2 separate regions of the Rattus norvegicus genome follow, and region 1 is linked to region 2. Evidence: chromatin contacts called from public Hi-C data. All regions are on one chromosome and are shown on one strand. The core of a region is the stretch at or near the end of the contact, and the rest is flanking DNA. Distances in the headings are between cores, read along the strand shown. Region 1 has its middle 30 kb from the start of Sh3pxd2b. Region 2 holds the start of Neurl1b (neuralized E3 ubiquitin protein ligase 1B).

The links. Hi-C and Micro-C count contacts between places; a contact is called where the count stands out from the background.
Region 1: a Hi-C map of the A7r5 cell line shows a contact between it and region 2, with 2.2 times the contacts expected there. The contact joins the enhancer-like site here to the promoter of Neurl1b in region 2. A contact is called at or near these places in 3 of 12 Hi-C or Micro-C datasets (the A7r5 cell line, frontal cortex and psoas muscle).

Annotation. Positions count from the first base shown.
Region 1 is chr10:17,391,500-17,394,199 of GRCr8, reverse strand. No RefSeq gene overlaps it. Among named protein-coding and RNA genes, the nearest start is that of Sh3pxd2b, 30 kb to the left of the region's middle. Within about 2 kb of position 1,274, at least 12 of the 93 cell types and tissues checked have an H3K27ac peak or open chromatin away from gene starts, as enhancers often do.
Region 2 is chr10:17,287,909-17,290,615 of GRCr8, reverse strand. It overlaps Neurl1b (neuralized E3 ubiquitin protein ligase 1B), which reads left to right and starts at 1,254. Exons shown (of 5, transcript NM_001142652.2): 1 at 1,254-1,390. The coding sequence starts at 1,360. It overlaps LOC102555877 (a long non-coding RNA gene), which reads right to left and starts at 1,175. Exons shown (of 3, transcript XR_005490106.2): 1 at 916-1,175.

The DNA of each region.
Region 1 (2,700 bases), core at 25-2,524, 100 kb before region 2:
CATTTTCACAGTACGGAGTCCTTTAGGGGTGTGTCATACCCTTAGGGCACCTTTCTTGTCACCAGGGTCTGCTTCTCTTTAATGCTACTTACTCATCTCCTTAACAGTCACACCCAATCCTCCTTCCCTGAAACTTTTTTTTTTTTTTTTCGGAGCTGAGGATCGAACCCAGGGCCTTGCGCTTGCTAGGCCCTTCCCTGAAACTTAATCTTACCTGCACATCCTTTTAACCAAACATCATCTTCTCTTTCGGGTACACCTTTTTCTCTCTCACTGGGGGCCTCAGTGAGAGCTGTAAGCAATGACCTTGCCACAGCCTGAATGATCTCCTGAATGGTCTCCTGTCTGGAGATTTCCTCTGCCAGACACAGCAGCCTGTTCTCCTTAAATAAAACCCCACTCATGTTCTCAGGACGTAGGCAGAATGCAGTCAGAATACCACACAATGTCCCTCAACTCACTTCCTGAGAGAGCCTTTCCCCCAAAGCCTTGCTGGCTCTCTACTGTTCACGTTTCTCTGCATCCTTGTCTTTCAGGCTCCTATCAAAATGTCTCCATTAGTCTGTGCTTACGGTGTCCCAGGGACTTTCTAGGATAACATTCTAGGCTTTTCCATATGTCTCCCACAAACCAATTCAAAAGATCTAAGAACCACACGGTTGGGTTTCTCACAGCAGCACCAGCACCTCCTGATGTCCACTTTCCCATCCTGCCCCAGGTACCAATTTTCAATACTAGTCACTGTTGCTGTAACAACCGGGTACAAGCAACTTAAGGAACAGTTTACTATGGCTCATAGCTCTATGGAGTACAGTCCATCATGGTGGGAAGGTACGGTGGCAGAAGAGGAGGTGGTCATATTGTATAGACATTCTGGAAGCAGAGAGAGCTTGTGCTCAGCCGCCTTTCTGTTTATGTAGTCCAGGATTCCAGAACGGAATTGTTCTCCCATCATTCAACGCGGCTCTCCCATCAGATCCAGGACCGCTCGTGGCTCCAGGTCAGCTCTTGCCACATCTTTGTCCTCCCTCACGTGGCATAGGAATCTCTCCTGGCATGCAAGAAGCTACCCGAGGGCAGTGAGATGCCTTCTACAGTCCCGCCAGAGTGCCACTGTGTCTGAACTGACCCCCGGCAATTACACGGATCTGAGTGCGGCCCTACAAATAGACATTTAACAAACATTTGGTTGTGCAAAGGCATGGTGATGTTGGAGGTGCTGACGATACTGGAGTAGCCTTGCACATACCTGCAGTGACCTGCAGAGGGCGCGCTGGAGACCGCCTGCCTGGTAGTCATAAACAGCTGAGAGAGGGCCCCAAGGTGGCACCACTGTCTTTACAATAAGAGCTGAGCTTACTATTTTCTTATACTCTAGATCCTCCACCCTGCAGTGTGGTTCGAGGCTCTCAGCAGATGCCTTAGCCCTCCTACCCTCCAGCACTGCGGGCCGAATCAGTTCTACAGTTCATCCATCCCCCAGTCTCAGGACAGAAAGGTGCTTTGTGATGTTAAATGGTCTCATGGATGGGAGGTGCTTGCTTGAGATTGCCTGGTGTTGTTACCTATGGGAAGCAGAGCTAGCGTCCTTTCCCACAGGGCAGTGTGGGGAGGGGAGGGCTTGCTGTCCCCAGTTTAGGCTTCTAACCCATGCCTGTGAAGGGAACGTTTGGTGCAGATCATCTATTCCCTGCATGAGCTCCTGGTGTGAGAGTTGATTGACAGATTGCTATGTCTGAGGATTGGTGACAGTGTCCTGAGTCCATTGTCTCAGTTTCCAGACAGTTCCAGACAAAACCAAACGCAGCTGCTTTCAGAGGCACACAGGAGAGAGACGGGCTGCTATTTTAAGACAGCCACCGAGCTCTTTTTCGCAGCCCTAGAAGCAGCAGAGCAGACCACAGGGAGGCGGGGAGGGGGTGAGTCACAAAGGATCAGGGGGGGGGGGCTTTGGAGGTGGAGCAGAGGAGGCCCGCCTAGGCTGATGGACAGACAGTTCAGGGTACACCAGCGCCTGCCCATGTCCTTTAGGGGATGCCTCCATGCCACTGGTGGGGAAACTGAGGCAGGGATGTTTACAAGCAGGGAGTGTGTGGAGCAGATCCTCAGGTACCCAAGTTATGACTCCATCTCCACAGCTTAACCGGTCAATAAAAGGCTGGAGCCTGTGATTGGGCAGGGGAGGGACGAGGGTAGGACTGGAGGTTTGAGAAGGGAGTTGCAGGTAGAGAGAGAGAAAGGAGGAGAGGAAGACTGAGGAGGAGGAAGCCACCATAGACCAGAACCGTGTGGGCAGGAGAAACGTCGAGTAATGGGGGTGTTGTAGCTGGGGATTGAGTGAGGACAGCCCTAGCCCTGCCCAATCCAGGCATAGGATCATCAATAAAATATCTGGATTGCGCGTCTTTTATACAGGCTTGTTAGGATTGTAAATCATTACTTCAGAAGGCTTTCCTCTGTAAGTGACAGGGGATTATGTTGGAAAAAGAAAAGCGAATTGTAGACACATGTATACATACAGCAGGTATTTAAAAAAACAAAAACTATGGCTGAGGAACCCGAGTTTGAACACCTAGAACCCGTGTCCAAAAGTCAGGCGTGGTGGCTGATACTGTCAAAGCTGGGCAATCAGACTGGAAGATCCCTGGAGCTCAGACAGACAGACAGACAGCCTGCTCAGTGAGACTATGTTAACAAAAA
Region 2 (2,707 bases), core at 5-2,504:
CCTTTTGCCCTGAGTCATTTTATCTGAGTGAAATTCCTCAATTCCTTTTATAGCAATGGCGACCTCTGTAAGTACCCCAGGGTCATCCAGAGCGAAGGCCCTCAGTAACTGGGAGATCGGTTTGGGAATCTCTTCCACCCACCGAGCCTCAGTTTACCCTGTCCCTGCCGTGGAGGTGATAACCTTGCTTCCTAAGCTGATGAAAATACAGAGTATGGGAGGCTGAAAGTAATAGTTAGGGACTGGGTCTCCTCAGACGAATTATCACACCTCCCCCATCTTGGTGTGTCAGCCCCCCATTTTGGTGTGTCAGCCTGTGAGTTGGGACAGGGGTGGCATGAGCCATATGGCTTCAGCACAGGAGAGTAGCCAAGGCCGGAAGGTACTGAGAAAAGACCAGTACAGTGGGGAATGGTCGAACCTCCCCCCACCACACACAACACAACCCACCTCACACAGCACCCCAATTCTCTCGAAAACGTTCAGCCAGTGCTACCTGACACTCTAAATGTTATCGTTGGCTTTGATCACTGTGTGATTTCTCTCTCTCTCTCTCTCTCTCTCTCTCTCTCTCTCTCTCTCTCTCTCTCTCTCTCTCTCTCTCTCTCTCTCTTTCTTTCTTTCTGGAGCTGAGGACCGAACCCAGGGCCTTGCGCTTTCTAGGCAGGCACTCTACCACTGAGCTAAATCCCCAACCCCACTGTGTGATCTTAATTGCTAATTTTTCCTGTTCCATCCTTAAGAGCAGTGGACTGTGCCACACGGGGCTGAGGGTGTGGGCAGTACTTTAATGAAGAAGGCAGGGTGCGCTGAAGTCTGGGTTTCCCCCCACTACCCCGCTTATACACACTGAAGTCACTCCTCCTAGGTATGTGGCCTAGGGAATGGAGAAGTTCCCACCCCTCCCCATCTCACCCTGGATGGACTGTCATGGAGCCCCTGTCACTGTCCAGGGTGACCTGCATGTGTGCTCTCCGTCCCGGAGTCCAGGCACCACCCAAAGTGGCCCAGTGCCTGGAGGAGGCCTCTGTGCCCTGTGGCCCCTCCCGTGTGGCAGAAGGAGCCAGCGCTGTCCGCGCGGGAACGGCGAGGGCGGGAGGCCAGCCCCGCCTCTCCAGTGCGCTACCGGTGCAAACTTTCAAAAGACGCGGCGGCGGCCACGGCCCCGCCCCGGCACGGTTGGCGGCGGGCGCGGGGGCGGGGCGGGCGCGCCCGGGCCCGTGGCTCCGCCTCCTCCCGCCGCCGCCCGCGCCGCCCATCTGCCGCCCGCCGGTCGCCGGTGCAGCGGCAATGCCCCGCAGCCCGGCCTCGGCCCCCGGCCCGCCCAGCTAGCCCCGCGCCGCGACTCTCGGAGCAGCGATGGGCAACACGGTGCACCGGACCCTGCCAGGTACGCCCGGAGCCGCGCCCCGAGGTGGCGCGGAGCGCCTGGTACTCCCCGGGTCGCCGCAGCCGCGGAGCCCGGGTGCAAGCCAGAGCCTGGCTGCCCGAGCCTGATCCCCGGAGCCGCACCCCTGCGGGGCCGTGGGGACCCCGCCTGGTTCTCCTGGCCTTGGCCGTGCGCCCCGTGCCTTTGTTACAGCCGGAGGTCGCTGATGAGCGAACCGGAGTGGGGCATCGGGGCTTCCCCGGGCCGGAGCCTTCAGGGGGGCCGCCGGGCGCGGGTGTCCCGGGTCTCCTCGTACAGCCCGCATGCGCCCCCGCCACACGTGCTACTTCTTGGCGGCGTTCCCACGCGCGCCGGGCTGCACCCCGCTCGGGTGTCCGCTCAGCTGGGGGCCCTCCAAGCCCCATCAGAGCCGCTGCTGCGGAGCGCACCGCCCCCTAGTTATAAGCGCCCTAGAATTTCCCAGACCGGAGAAAGGCCACGGTGGGCGAGGGGCGTGGGGCGGGCGTGCGGAGGCCGGGGACGCCACGCCTCGTTGAAAATACCTAGTGATTGTGGAACAGGTCAGCGCGCCGAGGCTGTCACTGCCTGTTTGCAAAGAAGCGTGTTCCTAAGAAAAGGCACCCCGATTTTACACAAGTTGAAGCTCAGAACCGGAGAAATGACCTGATGACAGGGCAGTGGTGGGAGACTGCACGGGCCCTGTCAGCCTGTCTGCCCCGCCCCTCACCCCCACTGCTCCAAGTCTTCACAAGTATTTGGGCATAAGGCTGGATATTTACAGCATCCTTGGGCAAAGGCTGAGTGTGGTGTGTGTGTGTGTGTGTGTGTGTGTGTGTGTGTGTGTGTGTGTGTGTGTGTGTGTGTTGGGGGAGGGTAGTTCAGAGAAGAAGCAAGTTGGCTGTAGGTCAGATTCAGTGCAGCCCAGCGGACACCCTTTCTCTGCTCTGACACCCCCACAGTCATTCCTCCAGCAGTTACCCGAATAGGGTTGTCTCCTCCCCTGGAAGGGATTGGGCCAACCTGAGGCCCAAGCACTGCTGGGGAGGAGGCGGCTGGGGAGGGAGACAGCCCCTTCTACTAACAAGCCCGTGGGTGGCTTTCACTGCATCATTCCTAAGGTCAGCCAGGTGGAGTCACAGGCTGGTGAGCTTCAGAGGTGGCCTTAAAACCTGGGTCCCTACTAGACCGAGTGACAGCTGCTTCTTGTACACATGGCCATTGCTAGGATAAGACCCGGCCACCAATCTGGAGAAAGCTGAGGTCTCATCAGAGATGGCAGCCACAGAAGATCATGACTGGGACACCACTCCATACTCA